2 separate regions of the Ovis aries genome follow, and region 1 is linked to region 2. A link is a contact called in public Hi-C data. All regions are on one chromosome and are shown on one strand. Each heading gives the region's core, a stretch centred on a gene start, on an enhancer-like site or on the middle of the called end of the contact. The rest is flanking DNA. Distances are from core to core; before and after follow the strand shown.

Evidence for each region. A called contact is a pair of places that touch in the nucleus more often than the background predicts.
Region 1: a Hi-C map of tail adipose tissue shows a contact between it and region 2, with 3 times the contacts expected there. The contact joins the enhancer-like site here to the promoter of PLS3 in region 2. A contact is called at or near these places in 3 of 16 Hi-C or Micro-C datasets (omental adipose tissue, skin fibroblasts and tail adipose tissue).

The regions. Positions count from the first base shown.
Region 1 is chrX:119,452,350-119,457,560 of ARS-UI_Ramb_v3.0, reverse strand. No RefSeq gene overlaps it. Among named protein-coding and RNA genes, the nearest start is that of LRCH2, 93 kb to the left of the region's middle. Within about 2 kb of position 2,985, at least 13 of the 54 cell types and tissues checked have an H3K27ac peak or open chromatin away from gene starts, as enhancers often do. A contact at or near this core is called in tail adipose tissue, where this site is marked.
Region 2 is chrX:119,185,360-119,191,011 of ARS-UI_Ramb_v3.0, reverse strand. PLS3 (plastin 3) reads left to right here and starts at 2,443. Exons shown (of 17, transcript XM_042242471.2): 1 at 2,443-2,523.

The DNA of each region.
Region 1 (5,211 bases), core at 1,736-4,235, 270 kb before region 2:
CTGGCAAGGAATATTTAGGCAGTAGAGACTGTTCCATTAGGAACATGACAAAACCTCTTAGAGCTACCATAGTGTCTTTATTTTGATTTTACACCATTAAATTATACTGTGATATAAAATCTATACAGTAAGTTTTTTCTCTGAATAGATCTCCTGACCAAGGAGATAACCTATGGAGAAAATAGGCAGTTCACATTTGGATTTTGGTGCAGTTGAGATTTGGAATGATATAAGCCAGTTATCTGGACTCAGTCATCCTTGAATAAGATGACTCTCAAGGTTTTGGACCTACAAGAGCTGAGAGGGAAGACACTTGACCTTTGAGAGCCAATTTCCTCTTCTCCCACTCCATATGGACTAGTGTGACCATCCATAAAGCCTCTTTCCAGATTTGCCTTTCTCTCCCTTAAACCACTGCCAACAGGCCCTACTTCTGCTCTTCTACCACAGCCCAGCAATCTTTACTTTGCACCCCAAATTGGTTTTTGGAATTGACTCTAATAGAAATCTTTCAACCAGGATAGTCTGTTCAATATTCTGTTGTGCCCAATAACTATAGGAATTACAGTTCAGTGGGCTGCTCTTTATAGTGGCCATTAAAGTGTTGTTCACTGCCTTTTATTTTTAAAATGCTGAGAACCCACTGTATAGTATTTTATTGTTCTTACACAGTAATAGAAAATGGCTCCAGCATATATTTTTATGTTTCCTTCTTGAAAATTAAAAACTGATGATTCATAACTGTGTCTGTAGGAAGCAAGGCGAGGCTTCCAAAAGGTGTTAACTGTGAAGACCTGGTGAAGATGCTCAAGATGAAGGGGCTGGGGACAAGAGAGTTGAGAAGGGCTTGAGAATGGCACAGTTACTCAGACATCAGGAATTCCCTTGAAGCTGCTTTGAAACCACATTAGAAATTAAGGAAGAGAGAGGAAAGAATTAGTTCGGACTTGGCAGAACCACAGGCACACTCATGGGTATTCCTTGCCAGGATTTACATGTACAATTCTGTAGATTCAGGCAAAAAGTCAGGTTACAATACTGTGTAGACAAGTTCTCCAGTGACACATTAAATCATCCTTTGAGAATCTGTCAATGTGGATGTAGTTTCTTTTCATGCCCCAAGATGGAGCTGAAGCAATGCTATCTTCTGCAAACTCAATGTATTTGGAAGAATATGGAACCTTCTGCATGTTCACACAGCAAGTGCAAAGGAAAAGGAAGCATCGTGTTTTTTCTTCTAAGGCATCATGTTTCACAGCTGAGTAACATGTTGTAGTATGAGAGAAGTACAGAATCACTGCAACTGTTTAGACTGGCTTCTTTTCTCAGCACGGTCACACTATCTTCCCTGGAAAGAAAAGCCTACATTCCATAGCAGGCCATAGGTGAGGTTTTGAGGGCCAGGGATTTGTTTCTCTCCCTTGCCATCCTTGTCACTCAGGTTTTCACCATTCAAGAGGAATAAAGGATAGATTGAGAGATCCTGAGCGGGCCAAAAGTCTGACAAATAACCAGATATTTTCATAAAATGAAGGAGTTTGGTAATTGCCAATTTAGCCTGGTTCTGCTTCCAGCTGGTTCCCTTTTCAGCTGACTGGCCCAAGTAACTATTGAGATCATTAAAGCATCTAAGAGCTGAGGAGAGAGGAGTTTGATTTTCCATTTCCTGCTCACTTGGATAACTGTTTCCTCCTAAGCAAGGAGCTAATTAAGACATCATCACTGTTTTTTTTTTAAAAATGGAGGAAATAGATTTTCAATCTGTTTCTTAAATATAAGGACCTTTTAGCATACAGTGAATCTTTAAAATATCTAGAATTTAAATAGAGCCAAGACTAAGGGAAAAAAAGGATGTGGGGTTTCTAGAGTCACAGAGTCTTTGGCATATTATATGATTATTTATTAGTTATTGAGCACTTTCTATGGGCAAGCCACTGAATTAACCATTCTACATCATTTATTAATCATCACAACAACTCTATGAAGTAGCTACAATTATCCCCATTTTTCAGATGGGGAAACTGAAGCTTACAGAGGTTACCCAAGCCCAAAGGTAGTAAGTGGTCTAACTAGGTGTCTTACTTTAAAAAGTTGTCTTCTTAATCACTGCACTACACAGTACATGAGGGATGTTGACTTGAATACCTTCAGGGCATTAAAAATATTAATAGTTAACACCATTATTGAGGGCTTATCATATGCTAGGCCCTATTCTACACTCTCTATATGTATCAACTCATATTTATCCTCTAACTCTCACAACCCCCAAACGAAGGCACTATTATTTTACAGATAAGAAAAGTGAGGCACGAAGAACTAAATTTCTTACATTCAAAAAACTGATAAGTGATGTAGCCTGGGCTACACATTTTGCCAAAGATCATCCTCTTAATCACCATGCTGTATTGGAAGTAATATGTTCATTTCTGAATGAGGCAGCCCAGTCCACTTTGAGGATCAGCTTTCTTTGTTAGAAAGTTGCACCTGTAGCTCTAGGGAGCTTCTCAGAAGCAAACAGTAGAGTTCAGGAGTCCAACCTTTGGCCGAGGCTCTTGCTCAATTCCTTCCCCAAATGCATGTCCCCATTACCCTTTAACCTGCATCTTTGAGCAACTGATATATGGAGAGTTCAGTACTGCCACATCTCAGCTGTGCCTTTAATGTCTGATGAGTCTGCTAGCACACTATGTTTTCCATTTGATCTAAAAAAGATCTAATGAGAGATCATTTCCCCATAATAGAGTGTCTGCTTTCAACATCACTAGGAAAGCACTTTGCTACAAACAATCCCTATTTTGGTATAATTGCCTTTGAAAAGGGGGGCAGAAAAGGCAGCAGAAACTCCTCAGAGTTTGGTTCTGATTTCCTGAGGTGTTCCATTTCAGAAGAGGCCCCTGACAACAGTCAGAGAATAAAAACAAGTGTGGTCTGGGGCAGACAGTGTTTTTCAAACAGTTGGCTAAATCTCTCCTGGCAGCCGGGAAGCAGCTGAATCATCAAACGCTAGGCCTCTAACGAGAGGGAGGCTGGGCTGTATTGAAGTGCATTCCAGACTGCCTGTGAAACCCAGAGCTGCTGCTGCTTCACCAGTGCTGGCACTCTTCCAAGGGGCTGGTGTGGCTGAACTCATCAAAGCCTGATTTCATCTCTTCTCTCTTTCCTCCTTTTTGTGATTTCCTACATAGTGTTCCCCTGCCTTTGGATGAAATATTTGAATGACTTTTGGGGTCACCCCAGGTACAGCCTCCACTCTGCAAGCTAGTTAATGAAATCCATTTCCTGGTCAGAAAGTCAAAACAGCAGAGAAGAAAGTCACTGAGATGGAGCACTCAGGGAATGGATGAGATTGGGCAGACATTCTTTTCCAAAAGGCAGGAATGACTTAGGCATTCAGAAATTGAAAGCCAGATGTTTGGACAAAACCTTAGATCCAATTTGAATCTTAGAAGTGTTGAAATCATTTATGAAATCCTTGGACTAAAACTTCAGAAGTGGAGGGTAAGGAAGGGGGCCTAAGTAGGGTAATTCATCTTGAAAATAAATAGATCACCCATTCACATCAGAAACAAAACAAATGTTTGGATTCCCTACACAGGAAGAATGAACAATATTTGCTGTGTCTTTTAAGATGACAGATATGTGCCATTCTGAGCCTAATTATGAATGAGTACAAAGATATCTTCTTTGTTTCTCCATCTCTGCAAATATGCAGATAATTTAATTTAATTACATTTGCCCCTAATAACTAAGGGGGGAGATCTAGTGACTTATTGATAGTGCCAAGTTGGGTACTGATCAGAACCTGGAGCTGACCTCAACCTGCTGAGATAGGTTTTTTAACCTAAAGGAGTGCTTTGGAAGGGAGGAGACTTCTTTGCTGTTAGCAATAAACTGAGAACACGTGAGTAGGGGGGAGATGGTGAGTTGGAAAGAATCTTGAAATTCCACAATACTATAATCCATTGTCTGGACTCTGATGGGTAAAAGAAACTGACTTCTCCTCCCCTCAGTTCTTGCCAAGAGCATTCCTTCTCCAGTGTGTTCTCCCTGACCCCACCCCTAATAATAATAATGTGTGTTATTTTTCTGAAACTCCAAAGAACTCTCACACACATTTATATTTGATCTATACAACTTGGAGAGGATGGAAAGGAGAGATATCCTTTTATACAGATGAGAGCACTGAGCCCCAAAGAAATTAATTGGTGTGCTCAAAGTCACACAAGGATATTAGATGTAGAGCCAGGTCCACTAGGTCCTCAGGGCCTGAGGCTATTACTCCTTTTACACACCAAACTATGCTGGTTTGGAGTATTGGTTCTCAAATTTTCAGGTCTATCAGAATCACCTGGGAAGCATTTCACAAATGCAGATTTATAGACTTTACTGTCAGAAGTAAAGTACATCTGGATAGGTGTTCAGAATCTGCATTTTTAACAAGGTTGCAAATGTTTCTAATATAAGTGGTCTTTGGGCCATACCTCAAATGACAATGAATCCATAAGCCCTGAGCTGTTCAGAGATTTGGCTTCCCTGGTGGCTCAGATGGTAAAGAATCCACCTGCAATGGAGACGACCCAGGTTCCATCCCTAGGTCAGGAAGACCTCCTGGAGGAGAGTATGGCAACACACTCCAGTATCCTTGCCTTGAGAATCCCATGGACAGAGGAGCTTTGCATGCTATGGTCCATGAGGTCACAAAGAGTTGGACACAACTGAGCGACTAACACTTCACTTCAAATGACAGTGAATCCTTAAGCCCTGAGTTGTTCAGATATTTCATTTAACTCTATAGATAAACTTTTTTAGAAAATTAATTATCATTTTTGGCTGTGGTGGGTCTTCACTGCTGCATGAGCTTTTCTCTAGTGGTGATTGGGGGCTGCCCTCTAGTCGCAATACACTGGCTTCTTTTGTTGCAGAGCACGAGCTCTTCAGTAGTTGCGATTCCTAGGCTTAATAGCTGTGGTGCATGGGCTTAGTGGTTTCGCGGCATATGGGATCTTCTTGGATCAGGGATCAAACCCTTGTCTCCTGCACTGGCAGGCAGATTCTTTACCACTGGGTCACCAGGGAAGTCCTCTATAGATTATCTTTTAATTAAAAGTTCACATAGGAATAGAAGAAAACTAAGAGGGCCATTGTTAAAGGATCATGAAATGAGGGGGTCGAAGAGAGTAGAGGCTGTCTTTGGCAAAGGACAATTGATCC
Region 2 (5,652 bases), core at 1,194-3,693:
TATGTAAAGCTCCTATGGAAGGAAATGGCAACCCACTCCAGTACTCTTGCCTGGAAAATCCCATGGATGGAGGAGCCCAGTAGGCTACAGTCCATGGGGTCGCAAAGAGTCGGACACGACTGAGTGACTTCACTTCACTTAAAGCTCCTATGTAAGTTTTTTTTTTTTTTAACAAAACAAAACAAAACAGGAAAGCCTAAATAGCATATCCTTAGGATTCTTAATATTTTGACTTATTCTAAACTCTAACACTTGAAAAATATACTAAAATAGAATACTAAGGTAAGTAATTGAGACAACTATACCTATTCTTGAAAATTTAGCTTGAGTCCCTTCATAAGATATTCTAAGTCTGTAAATTTAAGTTTTAAAGCTGCTGCTGCTGCTGCTAAGTAGCTTTAGTCGTGTCCGACTCTGTGTGACCCCATAGATGGCAGCCCACCAGGCTCCCCCATCCCTGGGATTCTCCAGGCAAGAACACTGAAGTGGGTTGCCATTTCCTTCTCCAATGCATGAAAGTGAAAAGTGAAAGTGAAGTCGCTCAGTCGTGTCCAACTCTTAGCCACCCCATGGACTGCAGCCTACCAGGCTTCTCCATCCATGGGATTTTCCAGGCAAGAGTACTGGAGTGGGGTGCCAGTGCCTTCTCCCAAGTTTTAAAGCAGGTGGACTGTAAAGCTAGGGAACTCTACTCAGTGCCCTGTGGTGACCTAAATGGGAAGGAAACCCAAAAAAGAGGGGATATACATATACGTATAGCTGATTCACTTTGCTATACAGTAGAAACTAACACAACATTGTAAAGCAACCAAGCTCTAAAAAAAAATTAATCGAGACTGGAAGCTCTTCAGGAGTGATTTACAGACAACATAAAATGTAGAAAACTAAAGTACTGTATCAGTGTATCTAGAAATTTTGTGTAAAGAATTCCAGAAACCATACCAAACCTTGGGCTGATTACTGAAAATCAGAAATCTCATTTTGGAGCCTCTTGTAAATGTGTGTGGCGATATAGTGTACAGTTCATGCAACGTGAACATGTTAAAATCGGTACTTTTATGCTGACCCTAGCCTGACCCAGTGCAAAATCTCTCACACCAGAAATTTAATGTTTCTGAAAGCCTGATGATTGCCCTCTCATTTATTTTTCACCTTTCTGTGCCTTTCATATGTGCTTCCAGCTGGTTAATCATTAATTAATATTTAACAAGGCTTTTTCACAATGCTAATTCTTTCTCTGCTAGTAGAGCCTTTAGGCAGTATGTGAACTCTCCTTCTCTGCCCATTTAAGAAGCCAGGACACTCACTATAGATTAATTTCTCTCAAGAAATCCAGAACAGTAGATAAAGGGAGGTTTCCTTGACAAGACCATTCAATGTTTCAGGCCACTCTGAATTTAGTAGATTTTCCTAGTGCATATAAAATGAGATTGAGTTGAACCAACTTAAAATTCTTCAAAAAATTTTCCAAGCACACATTGCCTGAACAAAATGGTTGCGACTGAAACGGGAAAGGGTTTAGCCTTTCCGCTTCTTGTGCCACAAGCCAGTCTCTTGATTCCAAAGATTGGAATGCAGATAAGCAGGGGAAACCTCAGCGCATGTTAATGAAAGAGGTCAGCTATGACACAGAGGCCGAGAAGAAGGAAAGGTACTCTAGGAAGCAGGAGTATGTCTCCAAGTTTTCTCTGGTGAAAGGAGATTGATGAGAATTGACATCCGTTTACAGTCAACCAACGGGAACCACGTAACTTTCACGTCCCTCCCCACCTCCACCTCTCACTCCTTTCCGTATGGACAAACAGACCACACAGGTGACTTTGGCCAACAATTTACTTGGCATGAAACCCAAAACATGAGAGCCTCGTCCTGTCCATATATCTGTTCCAGATAACTAGTTAGAAAGGGAAGATTGCTGAGGTTTTCCCTCAGCGTTGCTCCGCACCTGAGCTGATTGGAGCCGAAGAGACTACTGATGCGTACTACTAACGTCCCCTCCCACGTCCAGATTCTTTTTATGATTCTAGGTTGAAACTGTACTCTCCAGACTTAAATAGGGTCTTGGTAACATTCAAACTCTCGCTCCCACATTCTCATCTTTTCATTTATTCTACACGGTTTTTGAGAAAGTGGTACCCCAGCCAGGTTCTGAGGACTTCTTCTAGTCTCTTCGGAGCTAGGGAAGGGGAGAAAGGGAGCAGAGGACCAATCTCCGCTCCCAGCCGCAGTTACAGTTCCCATCCCTCCAGGGCGCCCATCCCTGTGCCTTTTGTCCCAAAACCCCACCCAGATGATGTGACAGGCTCGTGGCCCAATCCCTTTCCTGGTTCCCAGGCCGACTGCTAGCACCACCCGAGCCAATGGCGGCGGCCGAGGGGCGGAGGGCCTGGCAGAAGGGGCGGGAGCGCTGGCTTTAGAACCACAGCCGCAAAGATTCCGAGCGGCAGAAGTTGTCTGAGTGCGTCGGGAGGAGGCAGTTGGGCCAGATCCGGTACTCTGCGACTTTCTGTAAGTGCTCTGCAGGTACAGGAGGGCACGAGGGGAGCAGGGTCCCTGAGCGTGGGCAGGAGTGGGTCCAGAGGAGAGCATCTCCAGGAACCTCGGCGGGAACATGCCTGGCACGGGGGGCGGGGGCCTGAGAGGGAGGCTGGAGAGATTTCTGTCCCAGCCTTGGGCGCCAAAGCGACCGTTCGCAGCAGGGATGGGTGGGAGTGACCGAGTGTTCCCCATGACCGCTACCCGCTTCAGACACGTTTTCTGACGTTCACTGGGGGAGATGGTGTTTGCTCAGTCGTTGCTCTTAACTTGTTGCCAACCTTGGGCTGGAGTCCTTGACGCCAACCCTTGCCCTTCTCCCCTTTACCGGCGGCGGCCCCGAAGTAGAAACCCAGCGTCTAAACTTCCCTCGACCGTCCTTCTCCAGCTACTGCCACCCTCCTCCCCCCGCCTCCGCCGGCTCTGGACTCAGGAAATCCCGGAGCCCGCCGCCTGCTACGCCTCCAGCCCCGGCTCGCCCACCTCCGGTGACCTCTCAGGCTCACCTCGGCCCCCGGCTCCTCGGGGTGCGGTGGCCCAGGGAGAGAACGAGGCTCTGGTTGCCTGCCTTCCGCTTGCTTCCCTGGCCAGTAGCGATCGCTTAGCGATCGCACCGCGTCTCCCTATGAGTAAGCACTTTTTTCCTTTCAGTAGCAGGACATCCCCATGCCGTTAGGACAGTACCTTTCCGTTCTTCACGCTCCCGATTGCTTGCCGCCCGGTCTGCTCCTTTCTCAGCTCCTCTGGCTCCGCACCCTCGAGCGCACACGGTCCCGGCGGCTCGGGAGACAGTCGAAAGGGACGGTGGGAGAGGGGCAACATCCCCCTTCTCCCACACAGCTGCACTTGCCAGTGTTTACTTTTCCGCACCCGCAGTACTTAGCGCCCTAATGAGAGGCGGGGGGGGGGGGGGGCGGGGAACGCCGACCACCCGCGCCCTGGCTTCTCGCCAGTCCCAAAGTTGCCGCCGCCGCCGTCGCCGCTGCTGCTCCTGGCTTTAATGTGCTGGCGGCTCCGACCGCCAGGCTTCTGGGCAGAAGATCCCAGCCTGGGAGGTGGAGTGGACTTAAGGCTTTATGACACTTCCCGTACGAGACGCTTCTTGCTCCACACCCGATCTGCACGACATCCCGGTTGGTGCTCAAGGTTGAGTTTAGAATTAATTCGCGGTTTAGGATCAGATAGACAGGATGCTGGGGATGCCCGACTTGTTACCAGGGATGAGGGTGGGGACTGGGAAGAGAGCCTGGCAGGCCGCACAGTAGGTACTTAGGTGAAGTGAAAAACTACTGAGAAATAAGCAGATAGTCTGCTTTATTAGATGTCACAGTGTATTTGGGCACCTAAACTTGATCCTGAGGATGCAATTTAGAGCGAATTCCAACATACTGGCGGAAGCCCCACACATGCCAATTGGCATCACGTGCCCCAAGTCTCTGATGCCCCTGGGGTCATGGTCACATGACTTCTTTTGACTTTAAAACTGGAATGTAATGGCTGAAGTCCATTTTCCCAAAAATACTCGACCAAAAAGGGGAGAGGGTGTGAACTAGCCTCTACTCAAGGGAATTCTACTTGGATGTGGATGAGAACAGAAAGGGAATTTGGTGCTCAGATTTTATCCAGAATAAAAACAGAAGCTGTTTTTAAAATAAGGGCTTGAAATATGTTTTGCTGGGATATATGTCTCCCCTGTGGCTCTTCAATCTAGTTATGGCTTTTCTAAATTTTAAAAATATCTTACTAATTATTTCCTGGGAAAATTGTCCTTTTATTCATGCCCTGTTTCATTCTGAAGTGATTGATTTGAAGCCATATCCCATAAGATAGTGTTTTAAAAAATTAGGCTTTGTCCATGTACCTAGGTCTGGCCTATATTCCAGTTGAACTGTTCTCTATATTAGGCATCTGCTTGAAAGTGGTGGATAATCTTTTGGCTAAAATTAACCATCAGTTACTGTGGTTTGAAATTGGATCAGAAATAAGGCACAAAAACAGTGGACACTAAATTTGAGAAATAGAGCTGATTGGGTTTGTGCCTCTCAATACTTTAGCAGAATAATGAGATGCCACAGAAACAACTTCTGTAATGACCAATACCCACCCAAGTGACCCAAGTTAAGACTACTGTTGGAAAAACTTTACGGTTTTTGTGATTTAGATTATGTATTGCAGAGTACAGAAATGGGCAGCAGAACGTCTGAGGTCAAGAGTTTAAAAGCTTTACTTATTTACAAAAATGGATCCAGTTGACACATATTCAGTCTTGAAAACAACTAGGGCAGCTAAAAATGAAACTGGGAACAGTTAAGAGATTTTGGCTTTGTATGCTTTAGCCAGAAACCCTTTGTCTACGTACTGCAGCAACCTCTGAATGACTTGAGCACTCCATTTTTATGCTGTGCATGGGTTTCTGAGCCTAAAAACTAGAACAACTTTAAAGCACATAGCTCTGACTGCCAGGCTTAACCTGGCAGCGCAGATTAGCTGGAAGCGGACTCAAGCTGCACCTGAGTTAATTGGGAGTTAAGGACACACTGCTAGATAGACCCCCCTAGTGGAAGTGAGGTGATAATATAAACTAATAAATATTTAACCTTAAAAAAGGAAAGAGTACAACTATCCAACTAGGTTAAAGTGATAGGGAGTTAAGTTCTTTTTAAAATAATATTAACTCATGTCAAAACAGGATCCTCACTAGGCTCTCTGTCCACAGTCTTTTGTCTCAGAGGTGTCCACTTGTTTAAAACTACTGACTTCATTTTTCAGTGGTATGATCTAATGAACCCAGGCTTTCATCAAAATTAGAGGATTACGAGTCTAATACTTAATTTCTATTGTTAGATCTAGAAAGTGATCAAACTCTTTGTCTGGGGTGGGAGAGCCAAATAAATTATGCTTTGCCTCCATGGGGTCGCAAAAGAGTGGGACACTCACTACTTAGCGACTAAACAACAACTTGATTTTACACAGATAATTAACACTCAGGTCGAAGGAATCCAATCTGATGGCATCATTTAGGGTCAATTGCTAAAAATGTCTAGGCTTAATACATTTTGGGTAAAAGGATTATTACAACTAGTGAGTAATATTTGGGTTGAGATTAAGTTTCTTCTA